2 separate regions of the Pan troglodytes genome follow, and region 1 is linked to region 2. A link is a contact called in public HiChIP or PLAC-seq data. All regions are on one chromosome and are shown on one strand. The core of a region is the stretch at or near the end of the contact, and the rest is flanking DNA. Distances in the headings are between cores, read along the strand shown. Region 1 holds the start of PRR3 (proline rich 3). Region 2 holds the start of RPP21 (ribonuclease P/MRP subunit p21).

What was found. HiChIP or PLAC-seq counts read pairs in DNA pulled down with a chosen protein or histone mark.
Region 1: a contact with region 2 is called in an H3K4me3 HiChIP or PLAC-seq map of stem cell-derived excitatory neurons, with 2.9 times the contacts expected there. The contact joins the promoter of PRR3 here to the promoter of RPP21 in region 2. A contact is called at or near these places in 3 of 7 Hi-C or Micro-C datasets (blood, induced pluripotent stem cells and stem cell-derived neural progenitor cells) and 1 of 1 datasets of contacts at active chromatin or transcription factors (stem cell-derived excitatory neurons).

The regions. Positions count from the first base shown.
Region 1 is chr5:36,433,461-36,440,671 of NHGRI_mPanTro3-v2.0_pri, reverse strand. PRR3 (proline rich 3) reads right to left here and starts at 5,316. Exons shown (of 4, transcript NM_001045499.1): 1 at 5,211-5,316; 2 at 4,455-4,517; 3 at 528-818; 4 at 157-263. The coding sequence starts at 5,316. The coding sequence ends at 157. GNL1 (G protein nucleolar 1 (putative)) reads left to right here and starts at 6,458. Exons shown (of 12, transcript NM_001071796.1): 1 at 6,458-6,530; 2 at 6,943-7,108. The coding sequence starts at 6,458.
Region 2 is chr5:36,252,973-36,259,996 of NHGRI_mPanTro3-v2.0_pri, reverse strand. It overlaps RPP21 (ribonuclease P/MRP subunit p21), which reads right to left and starts at 1,690. Exons shown (of 5, transcript XM_054686673.2): 1 at 1,580-1,690; 2 at 1,410-1,510; 3 at 1,235-1,317; 4 at 245-377; 5 at 1-96. The coding sequence starts at 1,636. The coding sequence ends at 36. TRIM39 (tripartite motif containing 39) reads right to left here. Exons shown (of 7, transcript NM_001071795.1): 4 at 6,879-6,901; 5 at 6,450-6,539; 6 at 6,191-6,306; 7 at 4,553-5,100. The coding sequence ends at 4,553.

The DNA of each region.
Region 1 (7,211 bases), core at 4,067-6,566, 180 kb before region 2:
TCTGGACCCCACACGGGGGAGGTGGTGGATGGGGTGGGTGTGTCACTGACTGAGGGTGTTAGAAGAGCCTCACAGTAGCCATCATAGGGCTACAGAGAAATAAATGGCTGCTAGGTCACAGAGAGCTCCTTCCAGCCTGGATGGGAAGGCACAGTCTCACAGAGGAGGTCCATTGACGCCTGGGTGGTAGAAGGCACAGAGGTCCTCATATCGACAGTGGCCCTTTTTGGCAAAATGTCGGCAGACAGGGCGGTCGGATTTGTCTGTGAACAAGTGAAAATGGAACAGTTAAAAATTTGAGCAACAAAGAAAACAAATACAATGAAACGCAGAGACAGAAGGAGAACTGATTTTCTACCCCCTACCATTTCCAGGTATTTTGGAATGGTAGTCTTTCTCCTGGGAGAAATAACATTGAGGTCTACTTCTGCTTCAAAAGCAAAAAGGAAAGCCCAGAGAAGATCGTGAATGATCTTCTGAAAATTAGGTCACTCTGGGAGTAATGGGCATAACAAAATGGACCTCACCTTCCATAACCTGGGGGTCATCCTTGGGTGGGCAGGTGTTCTTGATAAGAGACCAGCTTTTGAGCCTTCGAGGGTTTCTCTGTTCTTTGTGAAAGCTTCCCCGGGTGGGACCCCCATGGCCTGGCCCCGGAAAAGGAGGTTCTGCATTGACTCCCCACCAACCACGACCATATGGGCTAGACCTGGGGCCAAGCCCTCTCCGAATTGGGCCTCTACCCCAAGGAGGAGGTGGGAGACTCAGCAGTGGTGGAATCAGTGGTCCCCTTGATCCTGGAGGACCTCTGTGAAGAGCTGGAGAGAGAGAGAGAGAGAGAGAGAAAGACACAGAAAAGTGTCTAATGGGCAGCTGAATCCTGATAAGCCGTGATTAAAAAAATTTTTTTATTGAAGAACAGCATACATAAAGACACACCAGTTTTAAGTGCACAACCCAATTCTCACAAAGTAGACACACTTGAGTTTCCACCACCAGGTGAAGAGATAAAGCCTTATTAGCACCTCAAAAGATCCTCCCCTTGTGCCCCTTTTCCCATTACCCACCCTCCTCCCCAAAGGTAACCACTATCCTGACACCATAGGTTAGTTTTTGCCTGTTTTTGAACTTCACAAAAATGGAATCATACAGTCTGCATTCTTTTATGTCTGGCTCCTTTCGCTCAACATCATGTTTGTGAGATTCATCCAGGTTGCCTGTAGCAGTAGTTCATTCATTTTCGTTGCAGTGTAGTCCCATTGCATGCATACACAACAATTTATTTATCCATTCTACTGATGATGGACATGTGGGTGGTATCCAGTTTGGGGCTATAACGAGAAATGCCACTATAAACATTTTTATACATGTTGTTACACATACGTATGCATTTCTGTTGAGTATATACGTAGTAGAGGTATTACTGGCTTATAAAGTATATGTTATGCTCAAGTTTCATACATAATGCCAAACTTTTTTTTCACAGTGGTTATACCAATTTGCACTCTCACCAGCAGTTGTCCTATAGCCTTGACAACACTTGGAATTGTTAGGTTTTTAAATTTTGCCATGGTGAGTGTGAAAAGTGGTGGTTATTTTTTTGTTTGGTTATTATTATTTATTTAATGAGAGATTGGGTCTTGCCACACTGCCCAGGCTGGTCTTGAACTCTTGGGCTTAAGTGATCCTCCCACCTTGGTCTCCTAAAGTGCTGGGATTACAGGCATGAATCATCATGCCTTGTTTTGTTTGGTTTTTATTGTGGTAAAAAACACATAAAATTTACCATCTTAACTATTTTTAAGTGTACAGTTCAGTAGTGTTACATATATTCATATTGATGTGAAACAGATCTCCAAGTTTTTGTTTGTTTTTTGAGATGGAGTCTCGCTCTGTCACCCAGGCTGGAGTGCAGTGGCGCGATCTTGGCTCACTGCAACTTCTGCCTCCTGGGTTCAAGTGATTCTCCTGCCTCAGCCTCCCAAGTAGCTGGGATTACAGGCGCCCACCACCACGCCTGGCTAATTTTTGTATTTTTAGTAGAGATGGAGTTTTACCATATTGGCCAGGCTGGTCTTGAATTCCTGATCTCATGATCCGCCCACCTTGGCCTCCCAAAGTGCTGGGATTACAGGCACGAGCCACCATGCCCGACCTCCCAAAGTTTTTTATCTTGCAAAACTGAAACTCTGTACCCATTAAACAAAACTCCCCTTCCTCCAGCTTCTTTCCCCCAGCCTCTGGTAACCATCATTCTACTGTTTCTTTGAATTTGACTTTATTTTTATTTTTTGTTTTGACAATCTTGCTCTGTCATCCAGGCTGGAGTGCAGTGGCGTGATCTCGACTCACTGCAACCTCTGCCTCCCAGGTTCAAGCAATTCTCATGCCTCAGCTACCCGAGTAGCTGGGATTACAGGTGTGTACCACCATGCCCAGCTAATTTTTCTATTTTTAGTAGAGACAGTGTTTTGCCATGTTGGCCAGGCTGTTCTCGAACTCCTGACCTCAAGTGATCTGCCTGCCTTGGCCTCCCAAAGTGCTGGGATTACAGGCGTGAAGCACCATGCCCAGCCCCTGAATTTGACTTTAGACACCTCAGATAAGTGGAATAATACACTATGTCTTTACTTAACATAAAGTCCTCAAAGTTCATCCATGTTGTAGTATGTGACAGCACTTTCTTCCTTCATAAGGCTGAATAATATTCCATTGTATGTACACGCCACATTTTATTTATCCTTCCATCAGTGGACATGTGGGTTGCTTCCACCTCTTTGTTATTGTGAATACTGCTGCTATGAACATGAGTCTGCAAATATCTCAAGACCCTGCTTTCCATTTTTTTTTTTTTTTTGATATATACCTGGAAGCAGGAGTTCTGGGGTAATTCTATTTTTAATTTTTTTGTCATCTGGTAGTTCTATTTTTAATTAAGAGGAACCTCTTCATATTGTTTTCTATAGTAGTTTCACCATTTTATAATCCCAGCAGCAGTACACAAGAGTTCTAATTTCAAAGTGGTATATTTTTATCTTGCATTTACTTGACAATTAATGATATTGAGTACTTGTTCATTTAGACCTTTAGTTCATTTAGATCTCCATTTTAATAAGGTGTCCTGTGTTTTTGTCAATTTTTCAAATGGCTTGTCTGGAAGAGTTCTTTATATATTATAGATACAGGATCTTTATTTGTTATATTTATTGCAAATATCTTCTATTGTATGGCTTCCTGTTAATTTCTTAATGGTATTATTTGGCAAGTTTGTATTTTGTTTTTTCTTTTTTTTGAGACAGTTTCACTCTGTCGCCCAGGCTGGAGTGCAGTGGTGCAATCTCAGCTCACTGCAACCTCCGCCTTCCAGGTTCAAGCGATTCTCCTGTCTCAGCCTCCTGAGTAGCTGGGATTACAGGCACACACCACCATGCCCGGCTAATTTTTGTATTTTTAGTAGACACAGGGGTTTCACCATGTTGGTCAGGCTGTTCTTGAACTGCTGACCTCGTGATTCACCCGCCTCGGCCTCCCAAAGTGCTGGGATTACAGGCGTGAGCCACTGTACCCAGCCACAAATTTATATTTTCTAACGGAGTTCAATTTATCAATCTTTCCTTTATGGTTAGTGTGTATACGTGCATTTCTTGTCTGTTTAAGAACTCTTAGCTACTCTTAGAAAATACATTTACTTTCTAGAATAATTATTCTCTTACCTTTTATACTTAGATCTACAGTCCATTTGAAATAGATCATTGTATATGATTATGAGTGCAAGGTGAAATTCCATTTTTTTCACATGAATATCCAATTGATCCAATATCATTTATTGAAAAGACCAACTTTTCAGTTCCATCTTCATCATAAATGAAGTGTCCACACATGTATGGGCCTGTTATTGGACTCTTCGGGACATAAGTCCTGTTGACTTATGTCTATCATTGTTTCCAAACTGCATCGTTGTAACTATTGTAGCTTTATAGTAAGTCTTTTTTTCTTCTTGTATTTAGAGACAGGATCTCACTATGTTGCCCAGGGTGGCCTCAAAAACTCCTGGGCTCAAAGGATCCTCGCACCTCAGCCTCCTGAGTAACTGGGACTACAGGCGTGTGCCACCATGCCCAGCTTACAAATCTTGATATTCATAGTAAGCCCTCCCACTTCAAGATTGTCTTGACAGTCACCTTGATATTTTGCATTTCCCTATAATAATGTGTATTTCCACAAAAACATTATGGGTGTTCTGACTTGGAATGCATGAAATCTATTTATCAATTTGGGAAGAAGTGACATTTTTACAACATTGAGTTTTTAAATCAGCAAATATACAACTTCTCTCCATTCATTTAGGGATGGAATCCCTGATCTTTTATTTTTAAGTCCTTCCTGGGTTTTATCCCCTCCCTTGCTGTCTTCTCTACGACCTAATACAAGGATCAGGGCCCCTTCCTCCTCACCTGACTTAGGGTCGCCAGGTTTTCCATTGGCCATGGGGGGAGGGCCCAGAAGGCTGGGTGGTCCTAAGAGCAGACATGAAAATATGGTCATCAGAATGGATTAAAGGACTGATGATTCTGTTCTTAGGTGTTTTTCTTGTATTACTTCTTAATCAACCAGTAAAGTCAGGTATATTTTCAGCAGTCTTAGGAGTTCTCACCCCATCTATCTGCCCTTTTTTCTGCAAAGCTGTTTCAGGGTTTGCAAAAAGTAGATATTCAATCAAAGGGGATAATGCAGGAAAAGATACTGACAACTTTTTTTCTTCACCGTACCGTCGCTATCCAAAACAACCTAAGTGTCTCCAGACATGAACCAATCCCTCACCTTAACTGCTGGCCAGAGGACTAGTTCAGAGAAAGCTGCACCTGTACCTTTTCAGTCAAAGTCTGGATACAAACTGTCATCCCAGTCATCGCAATCTGCAACATCTCTACTACCCCTTTCCCCTACTGTTCTGCGGCTGCGCAAAGAGCTCTTTATTCTCTCCACCCCCGCCTTCTCCAGAAAGGTCTGGGGCCGTATTGAGGTTGATGGTTCCAGTAAGAGAACTCCTGGTTCAAGGCTCCATTTGGGACAGCCCCACTTCCATCCCTCCCCAGCGCGTGCGCCCTTCCTCCTTCCGTTACAGCCCCCTCCTTCGCACCTTATTAGCCCCTAGCCCCTTGCCCGGACGGGCTTGACAGGCATGTGCACATCCCTCCCAGACCCCTCACCGATGGGACTCCCATCCTCCTCATCTCCAGTCTCTTCCCGCTCGGGCAGTGGGGGCTGCTGCTGTGTCGGTGGCTGGTGCTGATTCTGCTTCTTTCGTTTCGGCATCGTGTCTGCGGCAATGGCTGCAGCGGGATTTGGAGGGTAGTGAGGAAGGGGCACGCGGGGATTCTGTTTCCGCTTCCGGGGGGTCGGTGGGCAGCAATGCTGAGGCTCCCGCCATTCCACTTCCGGAAGGTTGCGGAGAACATCTGCGGCGGCCGCATTCCGGAGCAAACTGCCTCCCTCCGTCTCTGCCAGGCATGGCGGCAACCTCACACCTTCCCTTTGCTGCGTTTCTATAAATGCTTTGAAAAAATTACTCTCTTCTTCCCTCGCTGGAAAACACCACAACCAGCTCCTCAGAGTGTGTCACAGAGTCAACAGGCCCTCGGGCCAGAGGGCCTGAGAAGAGGACTGTCGCACCGTAAGATCGCCACATCCGGTCCTCGGTTACTATGGTAACAGCTGCAGGCACAACTTCGTGCCCTTTGACCTCCCCCCAAAAGTCCTTGTCCCGCTTGGGTTTCCCTTCTCGCCCGCTTTTGCACTTACGATCTGTAAACCTGCTCCTTATCATCGTTCCCACAAAGAATTTCGGTCCCAACAGGTCGGCACCCAGGACTCTCAGACCGCCGCCCTCCCCTAAAGACCTCTGACCGTGCCCCCGGTGTAGTCCAGCAACCTGGACGCAGTCTCGGCTTTCCACTAAGGTCAAGCCCGGGGCTTGGTAGTATAGCCTCAGCGTGTCCACGCCCCCTCTCCACTAGGTAGTAGGCCCCGCCCTCCGCTCCGCCGCCCCCTCCAGGTGAGTGGTAGCTTCTCCCGGGAGCGCAAGGTAGTGATGACACGCGCCCCCCCTCCTCCGAACGCGAGTTGGTAGCGTCCGTGACGGAGTTAGCCTGGTCCTCCCACGCGCGCCTCCTTCTTCGCCGCCGGGGCGCCCTCTCGGTGCCACTGGCTCTCACGTGCCAGTAGCCCACCCCGCATCATCCTCTCGCCTCGCTCCTGGAGGGAAGTGACTATATCTCCCCCGTCCGCCTTCCATCGCCGCCGCGGCGGTAATTCTGTCGGGCCCGCCCGCTGACGTCACCTGCTAGCCCCGCCTCCTCTAGGGTCCCGGGCCCCTGCGGCGGGGGCTGCCCCGGGGGGCAGTCAGTTGAGGCGGCGGGAGCTCGGCGGAGGGCGGGCCAGGTGACTGGTCCGGGCCATGCCGAGGAAGAAGCCATTCAGCGTGAAGCAGAAGAAGAAGCAGTTGCAGGACAAACGGGAGCGGAAGAGAGGTCAGTGCGGGAGCGGGAGGAGGGGGCGGGGCTCGGGCTTCCGCACATCTGGAAGGAGGGGTGTGCCCGCTGCACCTCTGGGGATCGTGGGAGGGGGTCGTGGGACCGCGTCAACCCTCGCGGCCTATCGCGGAGGGGATCCCCCACCCCACCCCCCCTACATCTGGAAGGGGTGGGGAAGGATGGAGAGTTGGGGGAGGGGAATCTCTCCAGCTAGCACGGGGCGCCGTCCCCACTGCTCCCTGGAGGAGTGACTCCCCCCACGCACATCCGGGAGGGTCCCGAATAGGGTGTCTGGGAGGACTGAACATCGGAAGTTGAGTGGGATGAAAGGGAGTCAGGCCGATGGGGGAGAGGGTCTTATGGCCCCTGAGAGCTGGCCAGCACTGGCGTCACCGGCCCCTCCCCGCAGGGCTTCAAGATGGGCTGCGCTCCAGTTCCAACAGCCGCAGCGGGAGCCGGGAGCGGCGAGAGGAACAGACCGACACCTCGGACGGGGAGTCTGTGACCCATCATATCCGCAGGCTTAACCAGCAGCCTTCTCAGGGGCTGGGTCCACGAGGCTACGACCCAAATCGGTGAGGGTGAGAGGGGGCGCTGGTCCCGGCTTTCCCGCCTACCCGGAAGTCAGAGCTTTGGGGGAAAGCGGGCTGCTACTGGTGAAGAGGGTGGGCCTGGGAT
Region 2 (7,024 bases), core at 441-2,940:
ACTGGTTACTGGAACCCTGAGTCTGCATTTTCTCCTCAGGGAGGCGGTCTGAAATGGAGTGGGCTGTGTTTGGCAAGGGTTGTAGTGGTTTGGAATCTGAGTAAATGAGCAGAATCAGAGAAACAGAATTAGTTTTCTGACTGTGGTACTTCTCACACCAACCCAGAACCTGTCCATGTGTCCTCTTCACTCTACGTTCTCCATTGTCCCTATCCTCTGGGGTGTCCTCCATTTTCTCCCTCACCTCTCACCTGCTTGGCTCCCGAGCTGGGCCTCAGGCCTGTCTCCCCAGAGTAAATGCCCGGGATCATTGAGGAAGCGTTGGCTGCGCTGGCATGTTAGGCAGGTCTGTACGGTCCAGCGCTGTCCCCTGCAGCCTAGGGTGAACATGGGAAAAAGACTGTCCACGTTTAGAAGTAACGGTCTCTTGCTGCCAGTTTTGCCTCCAGTGTTTTTCAGTAGGTATCCCCGCTCCCCCACCACACCCCCAATTTGAATGTACATTTGATGGTGTCACGCCTCGGCATAAGCTCCATCGATTTCCTGGAACTCTTTAAGATAAAGTTCAAACTCCCTAACAAGACTTCAAGAACTGGCCTGTTTCCCTCTCCAGTCTCATGTCTTGCCCTCCTACCTCAAACTCCAGCCTCCTGCACTCTCATTTCTTTGACAGCACCACAAGCTCTCTTGTCTCAGAGTCTGCACACATGCCTAGAATTTCCATCTCTCACTCCCTTTGCTTATCATAAACTTCGCCACCACTGGCATGAGTAAGTGAGCATTCTACTCCCCCAGTTAATCTTTTTCTACACCATTTTGTTTCTTAGTCTGTCCCATCAGACCGTAATTTCAATGAGAATAATGAATCTAGCACAGTACCTGACACATTTTAGAAAATAAGTATTTGCTTAATAAATGAATGGTGATGGGAATCGTCCTCCACAAAGCCGAATAACATCTATTATTGTGCATGGGTGGGGTTGCCTCTTAAAAGTTATTATTTATTGCCCACACTGGAAGAAAAAAAAAAAAAAAGCCGAGCCCAAACCCTAGTTTGTGCAAGTGGCGTTAGGAACTTAATCCAAACCCGAAGAAGGAAGACTCCTGCGAATCCCACACCCAACATCCATCTACAGTGAGAAAGGCGCTGTTGGCCTCCAGTGCCCGCCCCCCACCCCGCCCCCCTCCGCGCCCCCAACGCTCCACAGTCTTCCACCTCCGTTGGAGCACTCACGTCTCTGGCGCTGGGTGCAGGTGAGGCCTGGGACGAGGAGGGAAGAGCAGCCTCGACAAAGAGTCCTCTTCACCGAGGGATCCCTGGGGGCGGAGGAGGATAGTGGTCTGGCGCCCGCGCTCCCTCTCGCGTTCCTCCCGCGTCCCGCCCGCCGCCCGCCCCGTGGCTGTCTCACCGCCGCAAGACGAGCCGCTTCGCAATGGTCCTCTCAGTGTAGCAGTAAAACCTCGCCAGCGCCTGGTTCTCGGGGTCCTGGGCAAGGACACAATGGGCGGCCTGCGGGAAGGGAGCAGTCACTCTGGGACGCCGAGCACCGTCCCCGTGGGGCCCTTGTCGCAGACTCACCTGGTACAGGAAGTTGAGCCTCTGGAAGGCCTCGCGGTCCTTCACCGGCCCCGCCATCACTGCCGCGCTCCAGGGCCTCCCGCAGCCCCACCCCTCGCACAGCCCCGCCCGGGCGTCCGCGCGAGGCCTCCTGGGAAACGTAGTCCCCGCGCCCTCGGGAGCCTCCCGGAGGCCTCACAAACTCATCGGTTTCTAAACACAACCCCAGCAATCCATGCCCAGGGTCCCTTTATGAATTTTCAGTGCTTTTGTCTTCCTCAAGCTCATGACCAATTATATCACCTAGAGACCTAGCGGAGGTGAGGATCTTAAATCGGCCATTTTCGGGACAGAAGGCTGGTCTCTTTATGTAGCTAGGTTGGGGAGATGGTTATGTGCAATTTATACCCAGCTAGAGCTTCTGCCCTACTCTCCTGAGGTCCGAGGCAGATGCCTGTAAGATCTACAGACGGAAGGCACAGAGGTAATACATTAAAAAAAAGCACTGGTGCCAGTGGGGGTGAAAGTGGGAAGGATCATGAGGATGCTGGAGGGAGGGAAAAGGACTCCCGGTCCTCAGAAAGCACAGTTTACTCCTACTATTCCACCTTCCAAAGAAACACACTTCCTGTTATGCAGTGCTGGACACACAATAGGTGATCCTCACTTTCTGAGTGAATGGTTTCTAACTCCTAGGCTTAGGTACAGCACAGAAATCTGTCAACAGCATCCCCTGCCCCTGAAACTTCACCCCACTCCCCACACTGACATTCACCTCACACCCCTCCCTCTGACCTCTTCTATCTTCCAGTTCTTCTGTCTGGTGTCCTGTGACTCATAGTGACTATCAGTTACTGAAGTCAGAAGCAGAGGGACATGAATTGGAGGGGTAGAAGATCAATGAACCCTGAGATGGGGAGGGCAGCATAAGTCAGGAGAGGATGACTTCTCCCCAATTTCAGACCCAGTGCCAGGCGGGGACAGACAAGCAGGGCTCCAGCTGGGAGGAAGGACATGGCTGAAACCTCCTCTGGAACTAGTTTCACAAGGGTTCTCGGACTCAAATAAGAGTGGTGTGTTTAAAATGTAGATGTAGGCTGGGCACGGGGGCTCACACCTGTAATCCTAGCACTTTGAGTGGCTGAGGCAGGTAGATTACTTGAGTTCAGGAGTTCGAAACCAGCCTGTCCAACATGGCAAAACCCTGTCTCCACTAAAATTAGCCGGGTGTGGTGGTGCATGGCTATAGTCCATAGTAGTCCCAGCTACTCTGGAGGCTGAGGCAGGAGAATTGCTTGAACCTGGGAGGCGGAGGGTGCAGTGAGCTGAGATCACCACTGCACTCCAGCCTGGGCGACAGAACGAGACTCTGTTCATAAATAAATAAATAAAATGTAGATGTCCGGCCCACCCCAGACCTCGACTAACCACTAAGGGTGAGACCCAGGAACATGCATGTCTAACACCCAGTGATTCTTACACATCAGTACAAGGCTGTCACCAAATTACCACACAACACAGAGATCACTTCAGTGGATCCTTTGTTCCATATTATTTTAACCAACCAAAGTATCTTGCCACAAAGAACCACAGTCAAGGCACAAAGGTAAGAGGAGGAGAGTCTGGACAAAGTCCTGTTGAGGTGGTAGGAGGAACTGAAACACCCTCAGTAAACTGCAGATTCTTCTCTCAGTCATTTCTGTGAAGATTACCCGAATAGCAGATAATCCAAATTGGTTTAGTTTGGTTTGGCATGCATCACTTTTACCTTTTATGACAACATATGTACCCTATAAGTTGTTTATTTTGGCCTAACATGAAAATCATTTACATTCTCTGAAAAGGGAAATGGCAAAGGGTGAGGGATGGCAACAAGCAAGCAAAAGCCTGGCTTAACACCAGTTCCAGGCCAGATGCACACAAGCCAAATGAAGTTGCCTATCTGGCCCTTCCCTATATACCACCCTCTTCCACCCTGTCCTTAGGGTGAGAAAGACTCCATAACCTTTTTTCCTTTCTGGCTTGGACACCTTGGCTAGGTAAGAAGGCTGACAATTTGGGAGTAGCTACTTAGTAACATTCTTTAAGGCCAGGGCTTTGGATACAAATACCCTTCTCTTTCCTCTAATACCTGACTCTCCTTTCCAAGTTCCCTTGGGAACACTGTGAAAGGATAGATGTGTCTTGCAGGATCTCTTCCACTTTGCCTCTGGAGAGGAGCAAGGTGACTGACTTATTGGTATAGAGGCAGGCAACAAGCCAACTCTGCTGAAGGCTGAGGCAGGGACCTGGGTTCTCCTCTGCTTTCTTTTCAGCCTCTCCTTCTCCCCACATTCCTACCTCTGGCCAATCCTACCCATAATCGCAACCTTACCCTTGGAATAGAAGACCAAAGAAACCTCCCTCCTCTTCATTAATCTCCAGGAATCTGTTCCTTTAGCCCACTTCCCTGACCCTTCTAGCCTTGTTGATGTCCAATCTCTGCCCTCAGAAAAACTCCTCAATATCTAGACCCATGAGAGCATCTGTCATTCATCTCTCATGAATTCAGAGGTACACAGACCCCTGTGATCTACCTCAAGAAGCAAGACTATCCTGGGTCAAAGAACCCCCTAAAAAGATGTGCAGGGGTTTCTGTTTCCTCCTCTGGTTTGAGCAAGTCAGACCCTCACAGATTTTTTGTTTCTGGAAAAGCCTCTCCTTCCTTCCTGACCCGTCCTTGTGCAACAGAAAACCTGATGGACTTCAGGGTAGACAATCCTCTGGGAACCAGCTCCCCACCCTGACAGTTATGAGGAAGTCACAGCTGTGCTGTCTCATCCAGCCCAGTCCTACCTCCCCCTCCACACAAAACCATCCTAGAAACCAAGGTGTTTCTCCAAGATGATTCAGGACTGGACCCAGGTGGACACGAAGACGTTCCAGCAGGACACAGGAAGGAGGCCCGTAGCACTTGACCCTGCCTCACCCCAGTCATTCCCACATCCCAACCTGTCACTCCCAATCTGTTGGGGGCCTGATGGTAAGTGGTGCAGCATTCTTCCGTCCAGCCCGGATGCCTGGGTAGAAGAGGGGCCAAAGTTTCTCAGTAAAAGTATCAGTGAAGGTGTAGATATGAGAGCGGTCTGTGACATTGTAGAAAGACAGTGTGCCGGCCTCATAGTCTAGGAATATGCCTACCCGCTTGGGTTTCACCTTGATGTGCAAAGGGGTAAAAGGTGTGGTGGTGGCTGCATATTTGTCCCCATTCCATAGCCGCACCCGCCAGTAGCCAGTCTCAGGGAGTGGAGTCAACTCGCCCTTTCGGCTCACGGAGTCCCGGCATACACCCACTGCCCAGTGGGTCTTGTCGCCCACCTCCACCTCCCAGTAGTGTCGACCTGAGGTGAAACCCTCAGTAGCCAGGACGCAAGGGTAGAAGGTGAAACGCCTTGGTGTGTCAGGGAGATCCCGGAGTCTTGTCTCCACGAACTTGACGCTCTTACGATCCTCTGACAGGACTAGGTTAGGATGAGCTGTCTCAGGGTCCAGGGTCACATCCGCTGGCGGGAGAAGCCAGAGTGGGGAGCTAGATGAGGATGGGAATAGCTAAATGCCCCTGCCTCACTCTTCCAGCCTGCCTTTACAGAGCCTGGTCCCTTAAAGGTCCCCAGAACAACCTGGTTTGGTTAACTTTCTCAATCCATGGTGTCACCTAAGGAAGGGGAGAAAGCAATGGCTCACTTCTCACCCTGACCCTAAAGTAAACAGATAATAATCTCTTGAGTCTGCAGTGGCTGGTAATCTAGGTTCCCGCCTGGTCCTGTCTTCATCTCCCTCTGACATTATCATTTATCTCACTTGTAGAGAAGTACAAGGTGTAGTCTGAGGGGCAGAAAAAAACGGAAAGTGTTAAGAAGGATGCCGAGCAAGACAGCATATGGTCTAGGGATAGGGTGACCATGTGTGTTTTCCAGGAACTGGCCTGGTTTATGACTATTTTCCCTGCATATTCACATTAATATAATGACACTCCCTTTCAGTTTCTTTCTTTTTTTTTTTTTTTGAGATGGAATCTCACTCTGTCCCTCAGGCTGGAGTGCAGTGGTGTGATCTCAGCTCACTGCAACCTCCGCTTCCCGGGTTCAAGCAGTTCTCCTGCCTCAGCCTCCAGAGGAGCTGGGATTACAGGTGCCCAACACCACATCTGGCTAATTTTTATATTTTTAGTAGAGATGGGGTTTCACCGTGTTGGCCAGGCTGATGTCGAACTCCTGACCTCAAGTGATCCGCCAGCCTTGGCCTCCCAAAGTGCTAGGATTACAGATGTGAGCCACCGCACCCGGCCTTTGAAGGTTATGCAAGTTTACATGGTAAATTATATAACCACTCTACCCGATGACTTTGGCAAATTATTTAACCTTTCTGGGTCTCTATTTAGAAAAGAATGGACCTAAGAGTAGATAACGCTTAAGGCTTCCTCTCACTCCAAGTTCTGTGACTCAGGGTGAGACTAAAAGCCAGATAAAGGGGTAGGTGTGTGTGGGAGTAAGAAAAGTGAGACATAGGATAACTGAAACCCATATAAGGTAGGACCTAAAAGCTTTCTTCTCTCTAGTGGTTTCTTCTAGTTTCCTTTTGGGAACAACTCACCAATTAGCTGTTTAAGGATTTTCCTTAGGGCAAAGTACTGTCGGGGAAAATTGCTGAAGTTCTTTTCCAGCTCTATGGATACTGAAGTCACCTCCATGGTCTTCACCTTTTCACATCTAGGAGGGATAGGGAGATAGGGGAAGAAAGGGCAGGGTTAGGGAGAAGCTCCAGCCAAGTGACTATTCAGATGTTAACATTTTTAGGGAGAAATTAAAATTCTCCATCTTCCCACTTTCTTCCTCCTCCCTGAAAAGCTCACCTGTTGATTTCTTTTACTAATCCAAGGAGAGCCTTATGATCCCGTGGACAGATCCTTGAGAGTGAGCCTCCGAACTTTCTAGGAATATTCCTGTATTTCATGCAAATGGATGATTGCCCTCCCTGCTCTCCCAACCCCTTCCTCCTGCCATCTTGTTTGGACACAATTCCACCCACTGGCACAAGTAGAATCTGATTCTACCTTATCATTCTCCTTCTCAAGAAGTCCTGATGTTCAAAGGGGAAAAGGGATTATTATTCCCAATAATTTGTTCTCTAACTGGCTTCATGGGCACAATGAACATTCTCCCATACCCTGCCCAGACACTTCATGACTTTCCCAACCTCACCCCCAACCCAAACTCCTGACTGTACCCCTCTTCTCTAAGCCAAGACCTAACTCACTCAGAGAGATACAACAATCACTTACTTTTCCAGGGTACTTTTGACATCCTAGAAGGAAGGAGAAAAGAAAGCAATATTGGTCCTGGTATTCAGTGGTCCTGAAGGCAAAAGGTTCCCCCTCCTCCCCAAAGTTCCACAGCTATAAAATAGGGATGGGATAAACTGAGGGTC